5 separate regions of the Mus musculus genome follow, and regions 2, 3, 4 and 5 are each linked to region 1. Evidence: chromatin contacts called from public Hi-C and promoter capture Hi-C data. All regions are on one chromosome and are shown on one strand. Each heading gives the region's core, a stretch centred on a gene start, on an enhancer-like site or on the middle of the called end of the contact. The rest is flanking DNA. Distances are from core to core; before and after follow the strand shown.

Region 1 (6,007 bases), core at 2,154-4,653:
CCTGGAGATGGAAAGGTCCTAGTTTATGGTAACATTAAAACTATCTAGTGAAAATCCTTTCATAAAGTCGCTAGATCTTCATGGCTGAAAATAATCCTGCCACATACTGAACTCTGCCGTGTCTCTGCTTACGTTGTTTTAGGCACTTGCACCTTGCTCGACCACACTTGAGCATTTATGGAGGGAACGTGCTTAGATGAGAAAGTCCAGCAACAGGTGTTCTGGGCTATTAATGTAGGTTTCTTCTGTATATTATTATTGGTTTGTTTGTTTGTTTTGTTTTTCGACACAGGGTTTCTCTGTATAGCCCTGGCTGTCCTGGAACTCACTCTGTAGACCAGGCTGGCCTCGAACTCAGAAATCCTCCTGCCTCTGCCTCCCAAGTGCTGGGATCAAAGGAGTACACCGCCACCACCCGGCTTCTTCTGTATATTATGCCGCTAAAATATTTCCAATCTCTCCAGCCTATGAGATGTTTCTCCCCCTACATACCCACCTCCACCAGTTCCCACATCACTGTTCACCTCTGACCTGCTCTTACCACAGGCACTTAGATCCCACGTAAACACATTGTCTCACAAAGCCTGCAAGGTCTGATGCCACTTACCATGCCTACTTGAGTACATACTTCAAGGTACCTGCAGATGAGTTGTGTGTACAGCAACAACACTAAGAACTAGAGAAAATTTTTTCTTTCTTTCTCTCTCTCTCTCTCTCTCTCTCTCTCTCTCTCTCTCTCTCTCTCTCTCCCTCCCTCCCTCCCTCCTTCCTTTCTTTTTTTTTTTTTTTTTTAAGACGGGGTTTCTCTGTGTAGCCCTGGCTGTCCTGGAATTCACTCTATAGACCAGGCTGGCCTCAAACTCAGATCCATCTGCCTCTGCCTCCCAAGTGCTAGGATTAAAGGCATGCGCCACCACTGCCTGGCTTAGAGAAAATATTCTTACAAGTAAATCATTGCTAGAAAAAGAGATCCAGCCATACAGCTATGCAAGGAGCAGTCTTTTTTTTTTAACATGAAAGCAGGGAGCAAGGAGGCAACACAGTTCAACAGTTCACTCACTGGCCGAGCAGACCAGCTGAAATGGTGCTCCAGGTTCAGGGAGAAGCCATGTCTCAATGAGATGGAGAAGCAGTTGTAGAAGACATAACATCAACCTCTGGTTTTCACATAAGCGCACTCACACAAGTGCTCAGACAACACACATAATACTTAGTTTATGCCCTATTGGGTCTTTTTAACTTTATTTGGCTCTCTTGACTGACAGAAGTTGTGATTGAAGTGGCACAGCCTTCACGATAAACAATTGTACGAAACAAAACCAGGCACTGCCCCTGAAAATTCCAGAACAAGGACCCCAAATGATGAAGATTGACTAAAGTACTGTGCTGGGCAGTGGTGGTGTATGTCCAGCGCCTGTGAGGCAGAGGCAGAGGCAGGCAGATCTTTGTGAGTTCAAGGCCAGCCTGTTCCCCAGAGCTAATTCCAGGATTACACAGAGAAACCCTGTCTCAAAAGACGAACCAAAAAAAAAAAAAAGAAAGAAAGAAAGGCATTGTGGAGTTCTGGGTCAGGATGTGATTTCAAAGACTTGGGTCAGAGCAGAGTGGACAATGAGAGAAGTGGCTGATTCTCTACTCCCAAGAATTAAGTATTTATCTTACAGCTGTATTTAGAAAGCTAAAAAGAGAAAGCAGCTAAGTACAACGAAACATAAATTGCTGGTTATATTCAAGCACAAACACTTTAAGTTTGGTTCTGTTTTCTCCCTAATAGAACGAGATGACAGCAGGTGAGTTTATAGCACCGGGTATACCCAGGTGACTTAGACCTTCTAAGGGTTGTAGCCATCCCCACAGCTCACTACCAGTAACAGGGACTGGTAACTGGGAATGGATCTGCAGTGCCTTTTTCCTTTCTACTTTGAGCTGTCAGAGCCACGAAAACCAAATCCATCCTTTCCTCTAGGGTAGAAAGGTCTCTCATCTCAGACTTCTTTCACCACCTTTGACATAGAACGTAGGACATCTCTGGTCCAGCACCCCCTAAGATGAGAAGCCAAATGTAGATTAGCTTGCACATGTAAAACTAAAGGGTTTTCCTCCTTAAGAGAGTCTCAGTGTGTTTCAGGCTGGCCTCAGACTGCATGTGATTGACAATAATCCTGAACTGCTGCCTCTGCGTCCCTAGCGCCAGGACTACAGGAATTTCTATCGAGTGTCTTTTGTTTTTATTGACTTTTTGTTGGAGATGGGGTCTCATGTAACCAAAGCTGACATAGAATTACACAGCCAAGGCTGATACTGATCTCTTGATCCTCCTGCCTCTGCCTCCCAGGTGCTAGAATTACAGGCGAGCACTACCACATGTAGTTTAACTAACACTCCTGTTGCCTTGATCACATCTCAGAAGAAAGGCAGAACCTGGTTTATCAGGGAAAGTATCCCAAGCAGCCCCAGTCATGAGAATAATGGCCCCACCTAAACTAGAGTAAGGCCACTAGAAACAGGTCTCTTTGTGCTGGGGTGGGGCTACATCATGCCTCGGGTCCAGAATCCCAGCAGCCTTCACTTCCATGGGAACTGCAATAGTGACAAAAGAGCTCTAACATTTTACATCAGACATCTTGGTTTGAATCTCACGTCTACCACTTTCTGCAAAGTTACTCAATCTTGATGAACATGGTTTCCTCACCTGAAGAAACAATAAAGCTTACATAATTTTGCTGATTAAATAATACATGTAAGGTGTGCTTTGCAATAGGTATTTTTCAAACTGCTGCCCATAAAGTACACAGCATAATTTTTTCATTATAATCCAGGGTATATATATATATATATATATATCCCCAAAACAAGGCTTTAACAAAATAACACGATTTACTACTTAGATCTTTTTCTCTTTGTCTGTTTTCATATTTTTAAAATCTTTGTGGTGGCTCTCCTGCTACATGTGTATGTGTGCATCACCTAGGTGCCTGGGAAGCCAGAAGAGGTTGTCTGGCGTCGGACTTCTTAGAACTGGAATTACAGATGGATGGGTGCGAGCACCATGTCGGGGCTAGGAATCTTCCCAGGGTCCTCTACAAGAGCAAGCAGCCAGTGCTCTTAATTGCTGAGCTCTATTTTTGGCCCCTTAAGTTTTGTTTTTGTTTTTTTTTTAACGTGGGTTGTAATCCACTACATTGCGTTGACAACTCCATTAGGGAATTTCATAAAAATTGTTGGAAAACAAAGCTGTTAATTATGACGGCTATTACTATGACCCGAGGGATGGTCTGAATCCCCCTCAGAGAAAAAGGTCAAGCCCCAGGTATCAAGTCAGCTCCTGGCACGGAAGGCCCGCCTCCTCCCCTAAGGTTAGGGGAAGAAAGCCGGAACTCAAGGCTTAAGCGGTGACGTAGACTTCCGGTTCGGTGGCCTGACACGCGTGCACGGCTGTCCTGAGGGCTCGGGGGTCGTTTTGGTGCAGTGGCCCGGCACCTCAGCCCTCCAGAGTGCCATGAGGTCGGTTAGTTATGTGCAGCGCGTGGCGCTGGATTTCAGCGGGAGTCTCTTCCCGCACGCCATCTGCCTCGGAGACGTGGATAACGACGCGGTGAGTGCATGCGCACTGCAAACCACTGCATTTGGGCGGAGCGAGATGGGGGTGGTGGGAACGACACGATGGCGTGTTGTGCGCTTGCGCACTGGAGTCAACATGGCGTGCGGAACAGAAAATTTTGATTGACAGTATCGCTCTGAGACCGTCACTGCAGGAGGCTTAGTTGGGCCAGAGCCTCTAGTAGTTATTTTTTGTTTTAGCTTTAAAATTTATGTGTAGAGTGTTTTGCTTGCATGTGTGTCTGTGTACCGTGTGTGAGCAGTGCCCGTAAAAGCCAGAAGAGGAACGCTGGGTCCCCTAGAACTGGCGTTAGAGACATTTGTGAGCTGCCACTGCTGGGGATTAAACCCCATTCCTCTGGAAGAGCTAATGTCCTATCGCTGAGTCATCACTCCAGCCATATTTTATTTTTTTATCATTAATTTTAAGAAGACAGGTTGTTGGTTCTCTTGCACAGTTCAGTGATTGTCAGGATAGGAGGTTGTAAAAGCCTGTTTCCCGCGTTATTTCCTTTCGTAGCCGCAATTCCCTTGCAAAACATCTTTACATTTCAAAGCCCATTTTTTAACCTGTAAATTGCATTTAATAATATCCCTCTACCTATAGCTTTCCCTCCCCCCCCCCCCATTCCCCATGCTACCATGCTTGCCCACACTCTTGGCTGCTATTGCCACACTGTTGTATTGCTCCTACACTGGAATTAACCGGTAGATATCTCTGCTGCCTCCAACCTACCGCAGATACCCCATAATCAGTGTGGACCATGCGAGGCTTCTACTGTGCCTACCCAGAATTGACTCAGGTGTCTGGCGACTTTGTAGTGTTACCTCTTCGTTGAAATACAAAAGCAATTTCTACCTACTTTTTTTCTTTCCTAGGCAGTTGATGCTTTTCTCGTCATTTAAATAAATAAATGCACATTAAGCAGGTAGAACGATGACAGGCACACAGTTAAGGCTCTGGAACTGTTAGTGTTAACAGTATTAGCAGCCCCACCCCACCCCCGCCGCCAGGCCTACCATAGGAAATATTAAAAAAAAAAAAAAATGGGACTGTACCTAGTATGTTCAGATTTCTTTCTTTCTTTCTTTCTTTCTTTTTTTTTTTTTTTTTTTTTTTGGTTTTTTCGAGACAGGGTTTCTCTGTATGGCCCTGGCTGTCCTGGAACTCACTTTGTAGACCAGGCTGGCCTCGAACTCAGAAATCCGCCTGCCTCTGCCTCCCCAGTGCTGGGATTAAAGGTGTGCGCCACCACACCCAGCTTTCAGATTTCATTTCTTGACACCATTACCTAAACAGCACAGCACAGCAGCTTCAGTCCTGCATAACCTAACGGTGGATACTTTGAGGGATGCATTATTGGGTTACTTTGCTGTCCTAACATTTTTTTAAAATATTGATTGATTGATTGATTGATTCTATGTATGTGAGTACACTGTAGCTGTACAGATGGTTGTGAGCCTTCATGTGGTTGTTGGGGATTGAATTTTAGGACCTCTGCTCGCTCTGGTCAACTCAGCTTGCTCAGTCCCTGCTTGCTCCAGCCCAAAGCTTCATTTATTATTATACATAAGTTCACTGTAGCTGACTTAAGATGCACCAGAAGAGGGCGTCAGATCTCATTACAGGTGATTGTGAGCCACCATGTGGTTGCTGGGATTTGAACTCAGGACCTTCAGAAGAGCAGCCAGTGCTCTTACCCATTGAGCCATCTCACCAGCCCCCTGTCCTAACATTATAGTGTATGCTTACACAAACCTGAATGTATTTATCCTGATATATGGAGCCTACCACTGACCAAAGTATATGCAGTATGGGTCTGTATTTAGCCCTTGAGACGATTTAAAGTATATGGTAGCAGCCTGGGGATGTAGCTACCAAACACTTGCCTGACTATGAACAAAGCCCTGGATTGAATTCTCAGTACCACAAAAATAAATAAAAGAATAAGAATTAAGCTGGATGGGATGATGCATGTCTTTCGTCCCAGCATTCGGAAAGCAAGGGCAGGCAGATATCTGAGTTCTAGTCTAGTCTCATCTACAGAGCCAGTTCTAGGACAGCCAGAGCTACCCAGAAACCATGTCTTGAAAAACCAAAAAAGAAAAAAAAAAAAAAAGAACTAAAATGTAGTTGAGATAATGTGTAAATGCTACTGTATGGTTTGATATAAGGCACTTGATTTGAGTATTCACAGAGTTCCTATGATCAATGCCCCACAGATACAGAGAGAGGTTCAACTGTCATTTATGCTTTCCTTATTTTGTTTGTCTAAAATGGGAACTCTGAAGGCACAAATAGTTGTGAGCTGTCATGTGGATGTTGGGGAGCAAACTAGTAAGAGTTCTAAACCACTAAGCCCCTCTCTGAACCGTTTCATCCCCCATACTCAATAATTTGTAAATT
Region 2 (6,007 bases), core at 2,099-4,598, 6.6 Mb before region 1:
AAGGACAGCCTGATCTACGGAGTGAGTTCAAGGATAGCCAAGGCTACACCGAGAAACCCTGTCTCAAAACAAAACAAAAAAGTTTAACTTAAGGCTAATTTCTAATTCTAAAATTGTTTTATGTGGTCTGTGTGTGTGTGTTTTTCCATGTATAACTGTGGCAAGTCAGAAGACAACGTGTAGGACTCCGTTCTCTACTTCTACCATGTGGGTCCCAGAAATCAAACTCAGCAGTAAGAGCCTTTAACCACTGAGCGATCTTACCAACACACATGTTTAATTAGGTAAGGCCCTTAATACAGGCCCCTAGAAAAGATAAAAAGTACATAAAGGGGAATGCCAGGCTAACAGAGATCTACAAATTCTACATGGAAGTAAGCAAAAGGCAGGACAGCTATTCCTGCATGAGGACAGAGGGCCGGGGCTCTAAGAAACAGTGTATGACGGGGCTATGTGAAGCCCCACCTGGGCTGAATGGCAGGGTATTAAACAGGTAGGAATGAGGCTAGGAAGGGGCTCATAAACCCCTAATGGATCCTGATAAACAGGGAATTTCACAGGTGGTGTTATTCTTCTCGAAGATAAACCCAGAGGAGGCAAGGAGCTGAACGGTCCACGTGATGGTGCACAGCTGTAGTCCCACCTACATGGGAGGCTCAGAGAAAGAGGAGCACTCAGGCCTAGGCGTTTGAAGCCAGCCTGGACAGCACAGCAAGGACCCATCTCAAAAGTAAAAGCGAACAAAAACTGGTTGAAAGGAACGTGGTGGGTGACATCAATTTTAGTATGGGAAACTGAAAAGCCAAAAACGGAGACAGGAACTATAGAAAAATCAGTTCTGGGAGGAAGTTAATGATTCTGGATACAGAGAACTTCAGGTTCAGAGAGAGAGAGCGAGAGCTACAAGCTACACAGGATATACTTATGCCAGCAGGCCTTCAGCTCATCTTCCTAAAGAATGGCGGCATGAAATACCCCTGGTTGCCAAAACTACTCGTGACCCATGAGCATCTTCATAACCTCGTTCCTCCCATTCACACAAAAGCCCTGAATTTCCACTCGGTTCGCATCCCTGAGGGGCATACACATCAGAGGTACAATCTATGAAGGAGGGGCTATGTCCCACATCTGAAAATTCTTCTTCTGTGTGTTTGCTTTGGTTTTTTTTTTTTTTTGTGACAGGGCTTCTCTGTGTAGTCCTGGCTGCTCTGGAACTCGCTGTGTAGACCAGGCTAGCCTCAAATTTAGAAATCTGCCAAGCCCTGCCTCCTGAGTGCTGGGATTAAAGGCACGCACCACCACCACCTGGTTTGACACCTGAAAATTCTAATTCAGTAGGTCCAAGTTGTTTTAGAATAAGGAAATAGAGGATGGTGATAGAATCGCTATTATAAAGCCAAAGGAAAGAAACAGTAGCTAAAGAGACAGGCTAGTAAAATACTGTGTTGAAATGAAAAGATAACTTCAAGAAAGGTCTGATCAAGGGTGTTGGAAGATACAGAATAAGCAAGATGGATTTTCTTTCTGGTTTTTTTTTTGGGGGGGGGGCGTTGTTTGTTTGTTCTTTGTCTTAAAGACAAAGTGTTTTCCTACTTGCTTAGTAGACCAGGCTAGCCCCAAACTCTCAGAAATCCTCCTGTCTCTGCCAATGGAGTGCTGGGATTAAAGGTGTGCACCACCACGCCTAGCTTTATGGTGGATTCTTTTTTTTTTTTTTCCTCTTTTTTTTTTTTAATTACGTATTTTCCTCAATTACATTTCCAATGCTATCCCAAAAGCCTCCCACACCCTCCCCCCCCCACTCCCCTACCCACCCATTCCCATTTTTTGGCCCTGGCGTTCCCCTGTACTGGGGCATATAAAGTTTGCCTGTCCAGTGGGCCTCTCTTTCCAGTGATGGCCGACTACGGCATCTTTTGATACATATGCAGCTAGAGTCAAGAGCTCCGGGGTACTGGTTAGTTCATAATGTTGCACCTACAGGGTTGCAGATCTCTTTAGCTCCTTGTATACTTTCTCTAGCTCCTCCATTGGGGGTCCTGTGATCCATCCAATAGCTGACTCTGAGCATCCACCTATGTGTTTGCTAGGCCCCGGCATAGTCTCACAAGAGACGGCTATATCACGGTCCTTGCACCAAACGCTTGCTAGTGTATGCAATGGTGTCATCGTTTGGAGGCTAATTATGGGTCTCTTGATGGTCCATTGTATGGATTCTTAATTCTCATCTCTTAGAGCTAACAGTCAGGATCTGCCATGCAAATTCAGACAGTAGAGTGCTCTAGGGGTTTAAAACTGTCGTCCCACCATTCATTAACGTCAGTGTCTACCTCCCAAATGGTACAGGCTTGTGCCACCGTGATCACACCTGGCTTTATATTTATTTGAAGCAAGGTCTCTGCCTCCTCGGTGTTAAGAACTCAAGTAGTCCTGCCATACCCAGGGAGAGATTATATCTTTATTTCACTTGGAATTTGACAGCAATAGCTCTTAGAAGCAACACAAAAACTGAATATAATGCCACACTGGCTCTGTACTAGCCTGCATATTTAATTCCAACCTACCTTGCAAGGCCAAAGGAATAGCTTCGATCTGGATCTTGGTGGGCTTTGCCCATCCCAACTGGTCACAAGCTTCACACAATACATCCGTAACACCCTTTGAATTCAGAAAACCATACTTTAGCAAAGAATACATCCTCACCTTTATCAGAGCCATCCTCCTGGTGATACGTAGCCCTTTGCACTTTACATAACTGTACATCTCAGACCCTGCTTTATATGAACACTATGGGACAGCGCCTTGAGACAATTTCTCTTCACCAGGGGCTGCTGTCAACTCTTTGCATGTATTATCTCATTTAACCCGTCAAATCAGTTCCGACCAGTGGCTAGCTATTATTCTACCAAGTGCCTCACGTGTATAAAGTGAGGCGCACACCATAACAACTTGCCTCTTGTAAGGAGGTCACGCGTGACCCTAGATAACATAAGGCTCTACAGTAACTGGGGAGAAAAACAAACGGGGGCTCTCACGACCCAGCGGCATCCTACAAGGCAAATGCACCCGAGGGAGCGTGAAGAGACCCCGAGTTTCTGACAGCCTGAAGATAGCATGAGCTAGGCCCCAAGGTGTTTTTACACACCACCGGCTGGGATATGAAGTACCCAAACCCTGGGTGAGCCTAAACGCCAACATCACAAAATAAATACCAGCATCACCCATTCTCACCAGGTCTTTAAATGTTTTCGTTTCCTCCTCTTCCGCAGCTGTCTGAAGGGCTCCAGAGGGGGAATCGGGTTCCTCGTCCGCCGCCATCTTGCTCGTGGGCTCCGGAAGTGGGGCCGAGGCGCAAGGCGTGCTGGGAAATGTAGGCGATTACTTTCCTAGAGTGTAGGTTCTGAACGCCTCCTGCTGGCGGGTCTGGCGTGGCAGCGCCCCACACAGGAGGGACTTGGAAGAACAGCAATGGCTGGAAGCCTGTGTGCCTAAGGAACTGAGACGATCCCTTCTTGCTGCCCTTTGGGTATCTGCCCTATTTTTTATTTTTTTAAATTGGTTTCTTGAGGCAGGATTTCATTCTGCAACTTCGGCCTTCCAGGGCCTTGGCTGTCTTCCCTTTGGCTTATCACTTTTCTAACTATAGAAATGTAAACACATGGACATCACGATACTATTTATTCATTACTTCATATATTTGACAACTGACAGCCTGCCATATGCTTGGACTGTGCTAGGTGTCTAATGATAGAGCAGGACAGTATCAACTTCCACTGCAAAGAGAAGGCAAACAATACATAGGTAATAATGGGCCACTTTGAATTATGAAAAGTGCTACATAAAAATAGGGGAGCAAAGCTTTGGGAGAAAGAATTGTCAGGATTGCTGCAAGACTGAGAAGGTGTCTCTGAGGCAGTGATATTTGAGCTGGGACCTTACTGATACCAGAAAGGCCGTTCTGAGTTCAGGGGACACCTATTCAAGACTGGCAGATCTGAGCCGAGCGTGGTGGCACACGCCTTTAATCCCAGCGCTTGGGAGGCAGAGGCAGGCAGATTTCTGAAACCCTGTCTCGAAAAAACAAACAAACAAACAAAAAACTGGCAGATCTGTGAATACAAAATTCCTGAGACCCGTGAGATATCTGAACTGCCACCACTTAAGCTAGTGAGGTACAATGTATGTTACATGCCCTGTGCCTGCAAGTGTACCCTAGTGGGGAGGCATTGGCATTCTCAATGTGTGGGGCACACTTTCTGAAACTGAGGCATTAGAGACAATCTGCTATGCTTTTCTTCGTGGTATCCCTTTCTCTGGCAGAGTGTGTTGTTAAAATGTGCGCAGCGCATGTCAAACATACCCTTAAGAGTATTTAGGGCTCCAAGTCCTGAGGCTGTTGTGGGAAAGGCCATAGATTTAAATATAATATAACTAAGATTGGGAGTGGTGGCCCATGCCTTTAATCCCATCACTCAGGAGACAGAGGCAGGTGAATCTCTGTGAAGTGGAGGCCTGCCCGGTCTACATAGCAAGTTCCAGAACAGTCAGGGTTACTTGGTAAGACCCTGTTTCAAATATATATTATATGTGTGTTATATTACAAGTGTGTATGGATGGATGTAACAACCTTCTACTAAAACACAGAGAAGCAGAAACTACACTTGAAGAGGTTTGTGATGATTGCCTGTGGAGGGAGGGGAATTAAGATAAAATGCACAAGTCGGAATTCAGAAACAAAATGACAGAAGATAAAAGAATAAATAGAAAAAGCCAAGGGAGGGGACTATGGTGGTACACTCCCTTAATCACAGAGCTTGGGAGGCAGGGGCAGGCAAATCTCTGAGTTCAAGGCTACCCTGGTCTACAGAGTGAGTTCCAGGACACCCAGGGCTATACAGAAAAACCCTGTCTGGAAAAACAAACAAAAACCATTGCTCTCATTCACCATGATGCTGGTCTTCAGAAAAGAAACTGGGAAAGGAGACTGCCTCAGAGACAAGAGGCGGTCTTTGTTTCCCTGACTCTAGAGACAAAATGGATGTTAAGTATGTGCCACCTGGGTGAAGTGAAACTCAGCAAAGCGTTGGGGTTGGAAACCATGGCAGACCAGAGGGATTTCTCTGACTGTTTCTTTATCAGTGGTTCTCAGCCTTCCTGATGCTACGACCCTTTAATACAGTTCCTCCTGTTGTGGTAACCCCAAAACATAAAACTATTTCATTGCTACTTCATAACTGTAATTTCACTACTGTTATGAATTGTAAATATCTGATATGCAGGATATCTGATATGCAGGATATCTGATATGCAGGATATCTGATATGCAGGATATCTGATATGCAGGATATCTGATACGTGACCCCTGTGAGAAGGTCGTTCAACCCAGAGACATAGGGTTGAGAACCACTGCTTTAGAAAGTGATGGGTTTTTTTCTCCGCACATTCCTGAAGAATAGTCTGCGTCCTTTGGTTTGGTTTGTTTGTTTTTCTTACATTTCACTCCAAGTTAAAAAAAGGAAAGCGCCTTCTGTATAAAATAGGCCATCCCAACATGGATTCTACCAGACAGTCATAGCACACGGTTGGCTGGCAGAAAGCCAAAGGCATTCTGGCTCTCTATTTTGCCCTTCCTGTAACTACCTTCTATTTATTTTATTTTACTTTATTTTATTTTATTTTATTTTATTTTCTCCAGCATCTCATGTAGCACAGTATGTTCTGCCTCAAATTCCCTGTGTATCAGAGGCTGACCTTAAGCTCTTGATCCTCCTGCCTCCACCTTCCAAAGGCAGAGAGGACAAGTGTGCACCACCATGCCTGGGAACTAGGCCATTTAAAGTGTCCCTGTATGTGAAACACACTCTTGGAAGGAGGAGTTGACTTGTCCTGAAAAAAGTCTGATCTCCACTATAGTGAGGTCCTTCCCACCTCTTGTCACTGTTACACAGACCCGCTAAGGAAGTCATTCTTCTTACTTGACCAGCGAAGAACTTGAGTCTCATAGGAA
Region 3 (6,007 bases), core at 2,283-4,782, 6.5 Mb before region 1:
ATGCATGTCTGAGAGTTGCCCTGGGGTAATCAATGAGTAACAGAAAGGAATATGTGGAGACCAGTGCCACACATCACTGTGGACTTTCTACAGTGGCCAACTGGGCCAAACATCATCTATTTTAAACAATTTTTTTTCTTAGATAATAAATTAATTTCTACAATATACTGAGTTTTTTTTAATATAACATTGTTTTTTTTGTTTTTGTTTTTTTTTTTTACTTTTTTATTTTTGCTACGTAACCCAGGCTGCCCTCACACTTACTGTGCAGCCAAGAATGGCATTTAGCTTCACCTAGTACTTCTAGTGCTAGGATTACCGGCATGCAAACTATGCTTGCCTTTAAAACAAAGCAAAACAAAGACAAAAAAACACTTGTAATAACATCTAACTTAAAACACATTGTACAAATATTTTTAAATTATTTTCCTTATGGGCTTAATCTGTGAGATCATTTTTTTGTTTGTTGTTTGGTTACTGTTTTGTTTCGTTTTGGGATAGTCTCCTATAGGACAGTCTGGCCTCTTAGTTTGCTGTGTAGCTGAAGATGACCTTGAATTTCTGATCCTCCTGCCTCTGCCTCTGCCTCTGCCTCTGCCTCTGCCTCTGCCTCTGCCTCTGCCTCTGCCTCTGCCTCTGCCTCTGCCTCTGCCTCTGCCTCTGCCTCTGCCTCTGCTTCTGCCTCTGCCTCCTCTGCCTCTGCCTCCTCTGCCTCTGCCTCCTCTGCCTCCTCTGCCTCCTCTGCCTCTGCCTCCTCTGCCTCTGCCTCCTCTGCCTCTGCCTCTGCCTCCTCTGCCTCTGCCTCCTCTGCCTCTGCCTCCTCTGCCTCTGCCTCTGCCTCCTCTGCCTCTGCCTCCTCTGCCTCTGCCTCTGCCTCTGCCTTCTGAGTACTGGGATTATAGGCATGCACCAGGTTTTTGTAGAGATGGGGATCACAACTGGGGCCTGTTCATGCTAGGCAAGCACTCTCCCAACTGAGCTATAGCCCCATCCCTTCTGTGTTATTTACTTTAAAAAATAATTTTTGTTACTGTTCAAAACAAAGTTCCAAACCTATGTATTAGCCTAGTGGGATCTAGCTTATTATTACCTGAGCCAGGTGTGGTGGTGTACAACTGTAATTCAAGCTCCTGGGGGGAGGGATGGCAGAAGAAGGAAGACTACTTGAAGTTGTAGGTGTAGTTACACCTTATATTCAAGGCTAGCCTAAGATTCACTCAATTTTAGTATGCTCACCTACCATGCACAAGGCTCTGGCTTCTAGCCAGGCAGTGGAAAACAAAAACAGTACAACGACATCTACCTTGTATCCTGTCTTCCCCGGAAGGTAAAAGTTAGGGGCAGTGACATGCATAGAATTGCTCTCTCCTTTGATGACTCTGAAGGATCAGAGACCAGAAAAGAACTCTTTTAAAGTTAATTTATTATTATCGAGTATTGTACATAATTGGATGGCTGTACTCTTACACAGTTGACAGCACCCTTGGCTTGTCTGCGCCAGGAACGCCGCAAACGTGTGGACAGTGCACAGTGCTATGATATTTCAATATGCAGAACTTTTTCTGCTCTGTTCTGTGTCTGGGACCACCGTCAGCAGTACATACCCCAATTATTTGGCTCCCACCTAGTACTGTTTAAAGGTTACCTTAGCTAGTAGATTTCTTTTGTGTGCACGCATGTGTCATGCATGGGGTGTACCTATGTGGAGGCGGGGGTCCTCACTGGCATCTCTTATGGCCCTCCATTTTTTTAGCTAGAATGGCTGGCCACTAGAACCCAGGAATCTACTTTTTCTCTCTCCACTCACCAGCCCTGGGATTAAAAACGTGCACTGCCATTGCTGGCTTTTTATATAAGTTCCGGGAATCCAAACCCGGGTCGTCATGCTCACACGGAAAACACTTAACCTCCCCCTCCCCACCCCCAAGACCTAGATGTCCATAGATTTCTATTTAGCTGTTCCAGAGCCTAAATGTAAAGGCTTCACTTTAGTATGAAAAGTTAGGGTGGATACAGTAGCACGTGCCTACAGTCCCATCTGGTTAAGAGATTACGTCAGACACATCAAGTTCAAGACCAGCAAGAAGTAGAGGGAGGGAGAAAGAGGGAGGGGAGCCATTATTAGTAGTAATGCATTTATTTTTGACCTGGGACTCATAGAGATCCATCTGCCTCTGCCTCACGAGTACTGGGATTAAAGCTGTACACCACCATGTCCAGTGGGGTTTTATTTATGACCTCCTTTGTTTGTACGCTTGTTGGTATATTCGAGGTAGGGAGGGTTATATGCAGCCCAGGCTGACTGCAAAGTCTCTCAGTATCCTAAGCAGGCCTTGAACTCCTGATCCTCCTGCCTCCAGCTCCCAAGTGCTCAGATTACAGGTGTGCTCCACCATGCCAAGCCCAAGTTTCCAAGCCTGTTTTCACAGTCACGTGCTATCTGAATCTTTATCTATGACACCCCTGTCCGGGGACCATCCAAATCCCTGCTTGGCTCACACTCAAGATGAAGACCTGTTTCTGAGACTAGCTTCCTCCTTCCAGGGATGTGGTTTTCCTCATGGACTGCTCATTCTGATCGGATGTGTCCTCTGAAAGGCAGAGGTAAGCACTGAGCCTCTAACAGAGTCCATGAATACAGCCTGGAGAGCAGCTCAAACATGTTGGTTTATGGACGGGGTCAAGGAGCTTAGTGGACTGGGAGAGGTAAGGTCAGAACTAGACAGCTAAAAAACTAAGAACATGGCATACTGGTTCAGGGGCCAATGGAGGCTAAGGCTGGGCTTCTGGCTAAAACAGACTGAAAGGAGATATCAGGAGAAATTATTTTAAGGAAAGAAAAAGGGAAGAAAAAAAAAAGGCAAAGGCAAAGAAAGGTATACATATGAGATGTCCCTGATAAAGAGAAAGACTGATCTAGGACTACTGTTTAATTATTATGACGTTTTAAAAGCTTCACTGCAAAGAAAAACATAGTTGGATCCTAATTAATAAAAGCCATCACTTGTATTAGACCTGTTCTACTAATTGAATCCTCCTAGATCTTAACAAACTCTTTCCAATGAGTTTCCTGACCCAGAAATCAAAAGGGGACTTTATGTCCCCTTCTCATCCTCACAAGGGGGGGTGGGGAACCAAACCTGGAAAACAGACAGGTTCCCCCCCCCCTTTAAGGTTAAAAAGGAAGAAAATGACACCGACTGCCTTTGTCCTGATGGATTTTGACACTCTAACCCCAGAAATAACACCTCTTTTGCTCTATATAGAGTCTATAGCCACACCTTGTATTTGGTTGGTTTATTCCTATGACGGGTAATATTCATTTCTAGGATAACTACCCGCTCCCGCCCTCCCCAAGTCTACCTTTCCAAGACAGGGGAAGGTGCGTCCTCGTCGAACTCCCGCCTGTACCTTCCTAGTACCTCTGGCCAGCAGCCTGTGTGCCCGTGCTCCCTGGACATCCGTGAATGTTTGATGCTACATCTCTACCCAAACTGAAGCTTCCCGCCTGCATTCTGTCAACGGCACTTGCGGGCGGGGCGGGGGGGGGGCAACTTTTGGAACAGAAAGCTCCACCCATCCTACTCCCTACTACCTGCAATCAAACCAGCTAAAACACCCCACCTCAGACTCCCCAACTAAGTCTCATCACATGATCTACCGTACGGTAATTTTTTTTTTTTAACAAGAAAACAAGCATCCAAAAAAAAAAAAAAAAAAATTCAAACTGCAGGCGCGAGCCAATGGGGAAGCAGGGGAAGGTGGGCGGGGGAAGCGCGGCGGGCTGGGCGGGGACCCGCGGACCTGTGGACCGAAGGATTCGTAAAACGCAGCAGGCGCACGGTTTAGGCTTTTTTTTTTTTTCTTCCAAAACTCAGTTAAGCGCGAGGCTCCGCCTGCAGCTGCAGCCTCGCAGATCCACCTTAAATCTTCAGTGGACTCGGTGCAGGGGTCAGTGGGCGCAGCCAATGCCAATCAAGTTTACAACCACCAGCTCGGGACGAGGGAGGGGGGGTTTGGGGAAGGCCAGAGGGAGAAACTTCAACTTCTCGCTTTATATGCACACATCACACACGCGCACACGCAAACACACGTACGCACGCACATGCACACGCACACAAAGGGAAGGAGGGGGCCAGAGACCGGCGCTCCGCCGCCAAGTAACAAGTTTGCAAACGCTTCTAAGCTCGCTGGCCGCGGCCTGGACGCGCTTCCCGCGTCCCGACCCGAGCGCCATGATGGTGGCTGCGGTTCTCAGTCCGGGTTCTGGAGGGGGAGCCGCAAATGATGCAATCCCCCGGCCGGCGCCCGAACCGCGCGCCCTTCTCCCGGCCTTTTTCTTAACGTTCCTTTTAGAGGCGCGTCGAGGTTTCGCGCCCAAAGCATGGATAAGGGGTTTTTCTTTTGTTTTATTTTTTAAGATTTCCTAATTTCTGGTTCCTACCTCTGCTGAGTCCTTATGCATGATAAGTCTGTGACTTGGATGGAGGCCCGAGGGACTTGAGACTTGAGTGTACGTGGAAATAAGTGCACTTTCGGTTCTCCGGGATCCGCCTGTGGCTGACCCCACCCTATTACAACCCCACGCGAGTGAAATCAGGGAGACGACCCCATAGGTTTCTAAGTAGGATCCATGGCCTTTTTACCCCTCAGTGTCGTTTGCAAGGTTTCTTTTTTGCTTTAATTTTATTATTTTTTAAAGCCAGGAAAGGGGGGGGCAGGAGTAGGGTGTGGCTCAGGTGAAAGATGGCAAATGAAAAAGAATCCATGCTCTGAAAAACAGATCAGGGATCCTAAGTGGACTTCTAAACAAAACACCTTTTAGTTCAAAGCGCTAGACGAGCAATCGTGTTTTCTGGTGATGATGGTGTAATGGCGAAGGCAATTCTCTGGCTCCCAGGAAAGGTCGCTCAGTGCAGCCAGGGTGGTGGGCACACAGTGGCTTGAAAGGCCGACTGCTTGCTCCCTCCCACTAGTGAATGTCCATAGTCCCCCAATCTAACCCATCACAGCCCCCTCCCCAAATCCTTATTTCCCCCAGTTCTTCCTTGCCCAGGTCTGCGGTTCTGGACAGCCAAGGATGCAAAGGTGGGGGGCACTTTGCAAGCAGGGTGAAGGGCAGGGCTGATCACCGAAAGCGGCAGTGGTTCTCCACAGTTAGGCGCGCATTGGTGACGGTCGCTTAGCCGCCAGCGAGCCGGGAAGGCTTTCGAAATCCGCGGGGCTGCGGATCATTGGAGCCCTGCGGTAGGGGTGGGAGCGGGCTGCTGCCCTGGAGGGTCCACGAACTCCGGGAAATTGGTCCCTTCGGGCAAGTCCCCCAGAACTCAGTGAGCGGCGGGGTGTCCTCTGGGAAGGGTCGTGGGCCTTCCATAGTGATTTTCTTCGTCTGGAGGATCGATGGTGAGGAAGAAAGGTTTCTAAGAAGTAACCCAGCCCGGCTGCGCGGATAGAGGCGCGGCCGCTTTTTTGCGGCCTGCGGGCGCCCGGGGCGCGGGAACTGCGCGCAGCCACCCTGGCAGTGCGGGACTTGCAAGTAGCCGGCGACATTAAAGACTTTTGGTCTTGAGGCGCCAGCCAGCCCGACCAGCAGTTGCCACAGTGAGCGGGCGGGATCGGGGCTGCGGGACAGTTGGGGAGACTACCGGGCCGTGACCAGGGTAGTGGGGTAGCGGGTAGCTGACGCCGGCGGCCGCAAACCCGCAAAGGGACGTTCGCGGCGGGCGCAGGAGTCCAGGTTCCGGGAAAAGGACCATTTGAACCACCAGATTGTATGTGGAGGCTTGACACAGGCGTTCGGAGGATGGAGGGCACAGTGACTTGGGCGGGGGGGATGCGTTCCTGTGGACGTGCCTGGCGCAGAGAGCATCCACCTCTTCCCGGTCCACCATTCCTAAAATGCAATCTCTCAAAATTCGTATTAAAAAAAAAAAAGCTATGAAAGGAAAATGAGGTTTGTGCAGTAACAGAGGTGTTTTCCCAACTTGGATTGACTTTCTGACTCTTG
Region 4 (6,007 bases), core at 2,246-4,745, 6.1 Mb after region 1:
AAGGTGAAGGCAGGATCAGGAGAGAAACAAAACAGATCAATCACACAACTGTGCAAAAAATAATGGCATTTTGACTCTGCAAAAAGCATGACTGCTTCAAAACAAACGGGGGCTCAGTGTAGAGCCAAATGCCTTTAATCTCCACACTCAGAGGCAGATGCAGATGGACCTCTGTGAATTTGAGGCCAGCAAGAGATACTTGGTGAGACAACCTGTCTCAAAAACCTCTAAAACCCAAAACCCAGCGAAACAAATGGGGGAGGGGGATGTTAAGAGGAAGAAAATATAAGCCAGGGTGCACCCATCTTTGCATTGTTACTGTTTGATGAATTTATGTTGTAGTATCCCATTTTTCAAAGTCAAATACTAGTTTATAAATAAAGCCTAAGTCAGTGGCCTTCCCTGGAACATCCCATCATGGTTTACACAGATCCTAGCTTGAAGTTATTATGAAAAATGTAAGGAAGAGAGAGAAGCTTGACTTTGCTGGGCCCTAACATATCAGTAGGGAACATCCAACAATCTTTCTTCACATTCACTGGAAGCATGTGGAATGTGGGTGAAGCAGCCATAGTACCTTAACTCACCTCAATTACTTATGTGCCATTTCTCTGGGGAAAAAAAAAAAAAAATCACCCAATCACAGAAGAAAACTCACTGGGTCAAAAGGAGTGACCAGAAGTCTTCCTAAATCTACCTCGCCCCTTCAAGTCACAAATCTTAAGGCCAGCTAAACTTTCAGTAAGATGGCTGTCTTTTTACACTCTAAAGTTCTGAGTTCACTTTCTGTTTGTATTATTCTAACAGGCCCATCCAAACTATGGCCCATTGGACACATATATCCCCTGATACCTGTGAATGCAGCCCAACATATTCGTGGATGACAATGTTCTATTTCAATGTTGAAAAGCTGGCTACCTTCATAGTTAGGCCATAGTGACTGATGCTTGCACAAGGCTTCTACTAGTATCTATTAGTAACCCTTCAGGCCATTGACATTGTTTATTTTATAATGGTTTTACTCTTTTTTTGACAGTTAACTCTTCCAGACATTCTCCACAAGAGAGTGAAAGCTCTAACCCTGTGCTCTAAATTCATTTCCCTTTCTCCCTGAAAGGTACATCTGAGTTTCCATTTCCCATATGCAGGGAGGGTAACACACTTACCCATACTCCCCCGCCCCCCACATCAACTCACCAATACAAACATTTACAAGGCATTTATTTCCACCCAGTAATCACACGTAGCCAAGAGGTCAAAGGCACTCCTAACTCATCTCAGATAGGACATTACAGAACATGTGCAGCAGAGGGACAGCCTTCAGCCAGGCACTCTCTGAAATGCTACCAGACATTAACTAGTCAATCCTCTCCAAACCATGTATTAAACTTAACGGTCTCTGTTTCACAAGTAAAAATTACAGGACAAACAGAACAAATGCCACTGACACAGCTAATGGAGTAAGATGGATGGCTCCAGAGTCATCTATCCAGAAGGGAGCCAACCCAGAGCTGCCTTTCTCCTTTTTAAAACAGACCAGGAAGTTGGAAGTTAACTGTAACAAGGAGCCCAGGTTTAAGCTCTCCCCTCCCCTGAGCTCAGCTATTGCTCAACCGGTCACCTCACCTAGAGCTCCTCTGTTAACCTACTCGGTGCCATTTTCTGCAAGTTCTCTCAGGATTTAATTTAAAAAAAGTAACATTCTGGGCTCTGAGGCGCTTGCTCCCCAGGACATATCCTGGAGGGATGCTCTCACAGAATGAATGCTGTGCACTCTGGCCTCCAAGTTATTTCCTCATTTGTTAACTGTTGCTGCTTTCTCTTCCCAAATTAGGGCAAAGAATTTCACAAAATTGGGACAGGATGAAAAAATTAAAACAAGCCACGGTAGGCACTGGATGAGTGGAACTGTTTGTCATTTGCTTAAACGTTCAAAAAGTTAGTAGAAGAATAACTTTACACTTCTCCCAGCTTAAGATTTGAGTCTAATTTTGAGCTGCTTCTCCTTGATTCAGTGTGGTGTATGTTTGAAATGCTATGCCTGCATTGTGTTAGTTACACAGCCTAGAAAAGATGAGGGGTCTGACGCTTAGAGTTGCTCACTGAGTTACTTGTCCTAGGCTACACAAATATTAAATCAACCTGGATGACTTAATGCCATGAAGGCATTTGTGGTCAAACTTCTGATAAATACAGGCCCAAATAGAGAGCAGGATAAAACTGAAAGCTGGGCAGTTCCTATTTAGCATGGTCCAAAGAGATCCCCAGAGTGCAAGCACTTATAACTCTCAGACGCTGTAAAACAGGATCTTAGGCTCTTGAGAATTCCCCTTTCTTATTCTATAGAGACAGATCTAGTGGCAATGCTGAAACATTCTCTATAGGACGCCGAGTGACTAAGTTAGGGGTTGGGAAACTGCTGACCTCATTCAGCCCTGCACGCATTTTTCCACTCATGGCCGTTTTCCATTTTCTAATGGAGGGCTTTATTTTCTTCCTCCTGGTTCATTGCAGCCAACACGTTTAAGATCAGTCTCAACTGGCAGAAAGGCCCAATGTTTAAAGTGCCCCAAGGAGGTAGTTCTGTGCTTCAAAGTCTCCACAGAAACACAAGACACTCTTGTCACTCTTTTCCACACCATGCTAACAGACCTTCCTCGAACTTCTTCCAGGAGTCTGGAAATTCTCGCCTTCTATCTACTCAAAGTCATACCTTACCCCCAAATGACGCCATGACGCCACTTTACTCCCACGATACAGGTCAAAATTCTCTCTACAAGAATCCAGTTAACACTTCACACATGAGCACTTTCCTTTTCCAACCTTCAAAACATCTCAAATCCCTCTCTGATCTTGGAACTCCTCTTCCTCACTCCTAGAAGTCTGGCGTTCTCCGTTCTCATGCCTTTTGCCTCAAGTCCTCCCTAGGGCTCCCTAGCAGGATCTCCAGCCAGAACCACGGCCAAGCGAGAGTCCTGGTCCGCACCTCCTTCAGTACAGAGGTGTGCGAGGACCCCAGCCCGCTTCCTCCACGCCCCCAACACTCACGTGTCACGGGAAAACAGAGCAACCGCGGCTCAGAAGCCCCCAAGAATGTGTCTCTGAGGTTGGAAGACGCGTCCGGAGATCAGGGGTGCGGGGGCGCAGACCCCAGTCCCTCGATTCCTCTCTGAAGCCAGCGCTTCCCTAGGCGCCTCAATGCGCCCCGCTCCAGAAGCCGGAAACAGGAAGCAGCGAGAGCCTGCTGAGCAACTGCTCCTCCCACTAGACTCCGCGGCGTGTGACCGCAGAACCTTGGTTCCCTGGTCTCTCTTTTGGACGCTGATTGGTCAGCAGCCTAGTTCGCTGTTCCCCGGTCCCATCAACTCCAATCACTCGGAGATTGTCAAGATCAGTTTCTTCTTTTCGGGTCGCCTTTCTACCAATGAGGTTCGAGCTCCGCCTCCAGGGACTCTGGGCGGGCGCTCCTCATCCACGCGGGGTCATGCGCCAGGTGTCCCAATAGGTCTGAAGACAGTACGTGAGGGCGATCTGTGGAACTACAAAGAGTGTCGCTCCTTGGGCTTGCTGGGAGTTGTAGTTCCCTCGCCCGAAGCTCTCTGGGAGTTGTAGTTTCTAGGACTCTTCTGCTACCTTGGTGGCCTCTGTGAGGCGCTGTTTAGCCATCAGTCGGCTGGGCTCGCTTCTGGTTTGCAGTTGACTCTGCTACCCAGACAGTGGAATGTTATAGGTCCTGCCTGTCTTGATTTTCTTTGTTCAGAATTTTCTAATTCTTTCGGGACATAACTATTGTTACTGTTACCTGGGCAATGAATTTTCCTATTGTGGCATCTTGCTAGATAAGCATACTGTCAAAGGCATATATCAAAGGCGCCTGCCCTATGTGTGCCGGCCCTCTAGCCTGTACTTCAGTTTGGGGGGACCCGTGTCTTTGTGCCTTTGGTAAGGTCATTTGAAGACTCCTTGGATTTATTATCCACTTCTCAAGCCCTAGTTGTTCTTAGAGCTTGGTTTGAAACAATTGCGGCTTCCTGGATTCGCTCTCCAGGTTACTCATTTCTTCCTCTGAAGTTTCTTTTGGCTTTAGCTGCTCATGCCCCTTTTACTCTCACGTGCTTTTGCATGCACCTCCCTCACTCTGCTTAGATAGGGATTCATGTCAGAGGTAGAACTGTGCTTAAACTGCTAACACCGTAGTGTCCTATACTTTTTAAAAAAGTTAACTTAAAAGTTTTAATACATTTTAATTAAAGTATAATTACTTCCCCTTCTTCTGACTTTTTCCTTCTTCCATTTCTTTCGAAGGCCCCTTCACCCAGCTCTCCCCATGTCCCCCACTCAGACTGATGGTCTCATCTTCTTTAATTGTTATAGTTACAAATATTTGCATAGATACACTACAACCTGCTGAATCTGTTTATGTTTGTATGTACATGATTTCAAGGATGATCACTTTGTATGGCATAGCCTCACTTCTCTGTTAGCATATTGATATCGCCATTGTTTAGATCTTGTTTTTGCCACCATTTCTATGAGACTGTTTCACACCAGACATCCTGGTATTGCAGCTCTTACGGTTTTTCCAGCCCCCCTCTTTTTTTATGTGTCCTGAGTCATAGATGCAGGAGCTGTGATGTAGAGGTAGCCACTGTGGCTAGGCCCCTCACCACCTGCTGATCTCTGCACCGTGTCCTGTCATGGTTTTCTGTGATGGTCTGTAGTGAGAATTTTGGAATTTTGGCTTCTTTAACACAGAAAACAATTTTAAGAACATATTTCCATTTTGATCCCAGGTGTGGGATTTGGGGCTGCTTCAGATTGTCCACAACAGCTGGCTATGATATTTGCCTTGTGCTCTGACAGGGGACGTGGTTTTTGCTAGTCCCTGCTAGAGCACAAGGCAAATATGTTTGATAGTTTCTGTGGTGGTATTTGGAATTCTGAGAACTTTTCAGAGGGTATGTGCAGAGAGGCAGGGGTGGTTGTTGATCATTGGGGGTGGTGGTGGTGGTTACGGTTTGTTAGTAGTTGTGCTCAAAGAAGAAACAAGAAGGGAAATTAGATTTCAGAGATCTCATTCCTTTCCTCTCTCCCCTCTATCCTTTTTTTCCCTCCTATCTATATTAGGATGTTGAAGGAGTGGAAGAGAGGGAGAGAAGGGTGGAGGAAAGAAGAACCCACAAAGTCGCAAAGACCAGCTACAATGGTCTCCATTTGCTGTAAACAAATGCTTATTTGATATATGGTGAAATTACACTTATCTGTGGGCCTAAGGATATGATTTCGAATGCAGTTAGGAATTATGCTGACCTTGCAAATTGGTAGTACATTTTCTTCTAAGATCCTACCAGCCCTGGGAAGTTAGATTTCTAGTACCAGGTATAATTTTCCTCCTGCTGAGTGGGCCTTAAGTCCAACCAGACAGCCGCTGGTTACCACCAACATATGAGGGACATCTACTGTACCTTTATGGATGTCTTGCTATGCTGGCCATTGCGATTTATAGGTACCACAGCTGGGTAGGACTATGAATTGCCCCTTCTCTGGCACCTTGTAGAGTATTTTCTGGTACCTTGGAAGCTATACTGCAGGAATGCGGCTTTCGGGTTAGATCGAGCTCATACAGTCTGAGCCCTGTATCCTAGATGTGCTGTGTCTTCAGCAAGAGGAGCTTACCTTTGACCTCTGAGAGGCAACCGAAGGCAGTAGCCATTGTCTATGTTGCTTTAAGGGTCACTTGGACTGCCCTGACCAACCATTTTAGAGACATCGCATGCTTTCCACTGGGGGTTTTGTTAGTCTGTGGTTCTTGTGGGAAGCGTGTTCAGCTCAAGTGGCATAACTTTCATATACATAGTGTGATATATGTATATATATATATATATATATATATATATTATTTGTGAATGTGTGTGTGCATTGTGTATAATTTTAGGTAAATATTAAATAATAAGATTACATGAGGGTTTATCAGAAAGCCTTGGTGTTATTTGTCCCTCCTCCTTCT
Region 5 (6,007 bases), core at 930-3,429, 5.6 Mb after region 1:
CTCCAGGCCTGCCAGAAATGATTCTAAGGGATCAAAGCACAGTCTAAAAAAACCGCCAGGATAGTCTTCTCCATGTACATACTCAAAACCCAGACAGCAAGCCACAGTCATTCCCACTGGGGAACATGTACATCATTCTACAGGCCAGCCATTGAACCTGTGGACCACAGTCCTGTTTCGGCGCATCACCACGACAGGTATCTTCCAAGGATCTAGTGGACAGGCAAAGACTTGGATAACACAGGCAAGCCACCCATGGCCCGTATAGGGAGGCAGAGACTGAAAACCTAAGGGGAGGAAGCTCCACACAGAAGACGAGGCATGGTCCAACCACCAGACAGGAAGTGCAGGTCTCGAGCTAGTGACCTCGGGTGAAAAATCAGAGCTCTGCTACAAATGCCACTCTGGCTCAACCAGGAAGATTTCTTAGCACGTTTTCTCCTGCTCTTTCTAAAGATTTTTGATTTTGAAGAAAATTTTCAACACAAGGTTCCTGGGACCCAGAACTAAACGAAAAAGCAAGAAGAGAGATGATGAGACCAGTAGGTGTTTTCCTGGAGGAAACTCTAAAATAAACTCCTCAGAGGTCAGACCTCCCTGGTGGACAGCTCATGAAGATAGAGGGACGGGTGGAAGGAAGCTAGGAAGCACCTTCTTCTCTTCCTCCATTCAGCTGATTTTTCCAGCGAATGGCAGGACACATGAGGGGACTAAGGCAGATTTGGTATCTAGGAAGACTCCAGCCCACCAAGGTGCATTGCCCTGACAGTTCCTTCTCATTCCAGGACATGTGCATTCGCATTTCCCTTTGGATTTTACACAGAGAGGCAGATATCCAGCCTGAAGTAGGGTTGTCAAAAGGGGCCTCCCTCCTGGTATCCAAGACAGAGTGGGCGGGGACCTGTCGCCAGTCAGGCAAGCAGTCATTGTAATAGACTGGAAAGAAGACGTCTGTTGAATATTAAACTGACTTAGGCATGCCCTGGACGATACAATACAATCCATAAAATGCCCCCACGACTGCAGGTCATTTACTGCAGGTCCAGTCACCAGAGGACAAGACCCAAAGATGGACAGTGCTGTGGGATTCTGACTGTGCTGTGTCCTGAGTTACTAACACCATGGCGTCCTGAAAACGCACCTGTTGTCTGTTCTCAGTCCAAAGCATCAACTTCTCTAGGGGCTGCAAATGACCCAACCCTTTGGACTCCAAAATCTTAAAAGGCCATTTCTCAGAGTCTCTGAAGCAACATGTGGGTTCCAGTGCAAAAGTTCCATCGGAAGACATTTCCCAGGGGTCTTTCTTCTTCCCTTCGAATGAACCCTAAGCTCCACCATTTCCGCTCCCCACACCTCCTGGTGTCTAAAGACTACAGAACGGAAAGCACTAACCTGTCTCCAAGGCTCCCCCCGCCGCTGGAGGAAACCACCTGGTACAGAAGTTTGAGGTTGCAGGGATTCCCCTCTTCAGAGGCAGGTGACAGGTGGCATCCTCAGTGACTCTTCCAGTGCCTGGCGGAGCCTCCCAGGCTGGAGCAGGGAACTGAGTCCCCTGAGGAAGAGGAGTCGAAGGAGGAGGAGGGGGAGAGGGAGGACCTACCTGGGGAAGATGGCACACCCCCCACCCCCTGCCTGCTACCCTAGGGAGGAGGGGAGGAGCCTCTCCCAGCCAGGAGTTGTCTCCTCCCCTTTGGGGGAATCCCCCTCCCCCCCCAAACTGGATCTTTCAGGGGCTGAGGGCTCTTTCTGTCAGTTGGAGATCTGAGTGGAGGGGCTCTGCCCCGGTCCACTGTCTAGGTGCACGGAAGTTGAGGGGCGAGGTCTTCTACTCTCCAGCAAACTGGAACCAATTCCTGGCGGTTCCCTGGAGGGTCCTGGCTTGTGCGTATCAGGACGCCTCTCCGCGGTGAGTCCCGGGTGGGATGCGGGGTGCCTACTCCACAGGCATGGCTCCCTTTCTCTCTGCCTCAAAAGTCCCAAACTGTCTGGAGTGCGCTGAGGCGTGAGGGAGGTCTCACTCCGGGTCCTTCAGGTCTCACTACCCTTCCCGACTTCTGGGGGTCTCCGCTGGAGCCACCGTGGGAGGGACAGCCGCGTGCCCTGCGGCGATCTCTTCTGGCTGTCCGGGGAGTAGGGAGGGTCCTCCCTCCCAAGGGAGAGGGAGCAGGTCCCGGCACAGGGTGTCCCGAGGGTGGGGTCCTCGCACTCCGGCTCCCGCCCGCCTGGCCGGCCGGCCTGGACAGCAGGGTCCCGGAGGCCGCGGTCCGGGCTCCCGTCACCCGCTGCCGGGCGGCAGCGCCTCCCGGGTCACGTCCCCCGTCCGCCGCGCTTCCCGGAGCGTGGGGCTCCCCGCGCTGCCACCTCTGAGGCTCCGACCGGTCGGGGCAGCCAGGAGCCGGCAGGCGGACGGAGCGCGTCGGGGCTCGGCTCGGGCTCGGCTCAGCTCCGCTGCAGGCCCCGGCTCCTCCCCGGCCTCGGCGCCGCGCTCCGCGCCCCTCCCCCTCCCGCCGCCGCGGCCGCCGCCTCCCGGCGCGGGTTAAGGAGGAGCGCGGAGCCCCGCAGCCCACGGGTCGCCGACCCTCCGTCCCGGGCACTGGCGATGCCAGCGTCCACGCTAAGGGCCACACACACCTCTCATTGTGCTGTGGTCTACGCCTAAGACAAGTATTCCCAGTTTTCTCAGAAACGCATTTGATGGCTCCTCTCTTTCTCTTCCAGACAGCTTATAAAGGGTTATAGGGCCGGGCGTGAAGTTAAAGTTTACTCTTATCCTGGAGGTCAGTGAAAGATTGGATCGAGGATGTATAAAAAGATAAATGAGTCTGTTATAGAGAAATGAGCATCGGGAAATGGGGTCTTGTGTTAGTTTCGGCTCTGCAAACTTGTGCAAGGCCCTAGTTTCTGGAAGCATAGCCTGTGAAGAAGGGACTATGATACTCTGGCCTGCCTACTAATATGGATGTCGCAGTCACCAAAGGAAATGATTTACGAGTTGCTTTTTAAAATGGTCTAGTACACAAAGGGTTCAAAGCATGATTATTCATTTCCCTTATAAAATGTCATTTTTTTTTACCTTTGTGCTAAAGTCAAGTGACATTTCTATAGACTATGTTATCCTGAGTGCCACAGGGAGATAGAATGGGCTCTCAGCACATCCCTCTACTTCTTACAGAATAATCTCCATCCTGGGACAGGAAATAGAACCAGGTTAGCCCATCTCTTACCTCCCCAGTCATGCTATTCCAGTACAAACTCTTAGGTATATCACCCTCTGGCTTACTTTTCTCCAATTGTGTTCTATTATAAAATGATAAGACAAAAGAAATTGTTCACTTGATATTTGAATTGCTCAAAAAGATGACAGTTTGATGACTCCCTGTAGAAAGAGATGTCATTTGTCTTCTGGCTAAATATATGCCTACTGCCATTTACTTACATTCTTGTACATATAACCACATTACACATACAACGTCTGCATTAAGGCTTCACACTCTCCGTGTGTTATCACACTTGATTCTTACTGGCAATTCCATGCAGCAGTATCAGGCCTTTAGAGTGTAACTACAGCTTGAAGATATTGTTTGTGTCTGAGTTCATGTAATTCGCACCATTATGCAATTCGTAGTGTTACTTTGTGTCAGGTGTTGAACCCAAATGGCCTTAGAGCCAGGGTCTAAACCTCTAGTACATTGTTGGCTTAAACTGGGAAAACATGTCATTCTCAAATTGCCAGTCAGTGAGCCCCCTAACAAAGCCTCTTCCCTCCCCACACTTCCAGTATCCATGTGAAAAGATTCATTTCCTCCAGCCTAGTGGCACCCACTTGTGAGTATCTTGAGTTCAAGGGCAGCTAGAGGAGGATCTTGATTTCAAGGGCAGCTAAACTATATCATGAGACCCTATCTGTAAAAAGGATAAGATGGGGCCAGGCTTACAGCCCAACTGGTAGAGGGCTTGCCTGGCAAGCATGAGGCCCTGGCCTCTATCCCTAGCACCACAAAAGCACAACCCTATACAATGGCAAGTATTTATGGTCCCAACACTGGGGAGGAGAAACCAGGAAGATCAGTAGTTCAAGGCCAGCCTACACTATGTAATGAGTTAGGGAGGGGGAGGCATTGTTATAAAATAGGTCTTATAGCCCAGGCTAGCCTCAAACTCTCTATGTAGCAAAGGATAGCTTTAAACTTCTGATCCTGGAGTGAAGCATTGGCTTGAAGTTCAGAGCACCTGTTCTTCCAGAAGACCCAGGTTCGATTTCCAACCCCAACATGCAAGCTCACAACCATCTGTAACAGTCTCAGGGGAACCAATACCCTCTAGTTACCTCCATAGGTGCACAGGTGGTTTGTGTGTGTGTGTGTGTGTGTGTGTGTGTGTGTGTACATACATATAAATATAAATAAATAAATACACACACACACACACACACACATATATATATATATATATATATATATATATATATATATATGCACACCACACAAATGCATGTAAAACACTCATACATGTAAACATAAATAGATAAGTTTAAATGCCTGGCCTCCTGTCTCCACCCGCCCAAGTGCTGGAATTACAGGCCTGTGTGCACAGGCACTGTTAGTGGTTTTTTTTTTTTCTTTCAAAATAGCTCTTTTGTTTTTAAATTAAGTATCTCTATGCAGGGGTACAGATGTTCTTGTGGGGCAGAAGAGGGTATGAGAGTCCCTGGAGCTGGAGTTGCAGGTGGTTGTGAGATGCCTGACTGTGGGTGCTAAGAACTGAAAGGCTCCTTGGCAAGAGCAGCAAGTGCTCTTAGCTACAGAGCATCACCCCAGCCCCACATATCCAGCACTGAGGCAAACTTTCTACCAACTGAGCTAATGTGAAGCATTCTGGGACAGATCAAAGGAACTAGACATGGAGATGGCCCACACCTAATCCCGAGCACATCTGAGGCTGAGCTAGAAGGATTGCCATGTGTTTGAGGCTAGCCCAAGCTTCATAGTGAATTCCAGCCCCAGCTTGGGCTTCAGAGTCTGAATTCGCTTGTAAACATCTCTGGGTCTGTGTTGGATGCTTTGTTTAACTTTTCAACACTTTCTGGTGTTTCCGGTCATTGATATTTGCAGGGTCCAGAGGTAGAAGTAACATAAAATGGAAAGGCTAGTGTCTGGAGACACACCACTCTCACAGAGGACCAGAGTTGGGTTTCCAGCACCCACGTACAGTGCTCACAACTGTCGGTAATTCCAGAAGGACCCAGCACCTCTGAGGGCACAGGCACTCACATGCAAGACCCACACACATGTACATAATTGAAATTTTAAATAAAAATCCTTTTTTTTAAACCAAAAAAAAAGAGAAAAAACATCCTTTTTTTAAGTGAAAAACTAAAAATTAGAATCTCTTTTCCTTAAAAATTGGCAAAAATAAAAACTTCAAATATTGTTTTATATATATTAGACATTGGCTGTAGCATTTTTATAGAAGCAAGCTAGATCCAAAATAAGGCAAATATATAAGAAGTTATAGTAATCTACATAATAGGATATTGTTTAGTATTTAAAAGAACAATTTTATTTAATTCTTTGTGAGCTCAAATAAACTCTTCCAAGAAATAAAGAGTAATTATATTTAATCCTGGAGATAGAATGATTAAGTCGTTTTTATTTTTAGATATCATCATTCAGTTCATGGGATCAAAGGCTTGTACCACCAAGTCTAGCTATAGTGTCATTTAAATATTTGGAAGTGGGTATGATAACTTTAACCAATCGTTTTTATATGTCTGTATTTGAATGAGAAAATTACATTTCAGGAGCTGGGGAGATGGCTCATGAGGTAAGAACATTTCGCTTGCAGAGGACCTGGGTTCGGTTCCCAGCACCCACACGGCAGCTCAGAACCTGATATAACCCCAGTTCCAGGAGATCCAACATCTCTTCTTCTCTCCTCAGGCTCCTATGTGCTCATTGTGCACATACGTACACTCAGGCACACACACATACACATTAAAAAAAAATTA

Evidence for each region. Promoter capture Hi-C pulls out the DNA fragments that hold promoters and counts their contacts. A called contact is a pair of places that touch in the nucleus more often than the background predicts.
Region 2: a promoter capture Hi-C map of pre-B cells shows a contact between it and region 1. The contact joins the promoter of Ddx47 here to the promoter of Itfg2 in region 1. A contact is called at or near these places in 2 of 39 promoter capture datasets (frontonasal cranial neural crest and pre-B cells) and 1 of 484 Hi-C or Micro-C datasets (the G1E-ER4 cell line).
Region 3: a contact with region 1 is called in a promoter capture Hi-C map of second pharyngeal arch cranial neural crest. The contact joins the promoter of Lockd here to the promoter of Itfg2 in region 1. A contact is called at or near these places in 2 of 39 promoter capture datasets (pre-B cells and second pharyngeal arch cranial neural crest) and 1 of 484 Hi-C or Micro-C datasets (B cells).
Region 4: a contact with region 1 is called in a Hi-C map of CD4 T cells, with 3 times the contacts expected there. The contact joins the promoter of M6pr here to the promoter of Itfg2 in region 1. A contact is called at or near these places in 1 of 39 promoter capture datasets (cranial neural crest) and 1 of 484 Hi-C or Micro-C datasets (CD4 T cells).
Region 5: a contact with region 1 is called in a promoter capture Hi-C map of cranial neural crest. The contact joins the promoter of Foxj2 here to the promoter of Itfg2 in region 1.

Annotation. Positions count from the first base shown.
Region 1 is chr6:128,422,306-128,428,312 of GRCm38.p6, reverse strand. Itfg2 (integrin alpha FG-GAP repeat containing 2) reads left to right here and starts at 3,403. Exons shown (of 12, transcript NM_133927.1): 1 at 3,403-3,595. The coding sequence starts at 3,500.
Region 2 is chr6:135,008,953-135,014,959 of GRCm38.p6, reverse strand. Ddx47 (DEAD box helicase 47) reads right to left here and starts at 3,348. Exons shown (of 12, transcript NM_026360.3): 1 at 3,232-3,348; 2 at 2,565-2,658. The coding sequence starts at 3,318.
Region 3 is chr6:134,926,617-134,932,623 of GRCm38.p6, reverse strand. It overlaps Lockd (lncRNA downstream of Cdkn1b), which reads right to left and starts at 3,532. Exons shown (of 2, transcript NR_037956.1): 1 at 3,339-3,532.
Region 4 is chr6:122,306,208-122,312,214 of GRCm38.p6, reverse strand. M6pr (mannose-6-phosphate receptor, cation dependent) reads right to left here and starts at 3,495. Exons shown (of 7, transcript NM_010749.7): 1 at 3,049-3,495.
Region 5 is chr6:122,816,356-122,822,362 of GRCm38.p6, reverse strand. Foxj2 (forkhead box J2) reads right to left here and starts at 2,179. Exons shown (of 11, transcript NM_021899.3): 1 at 1,393-2,179.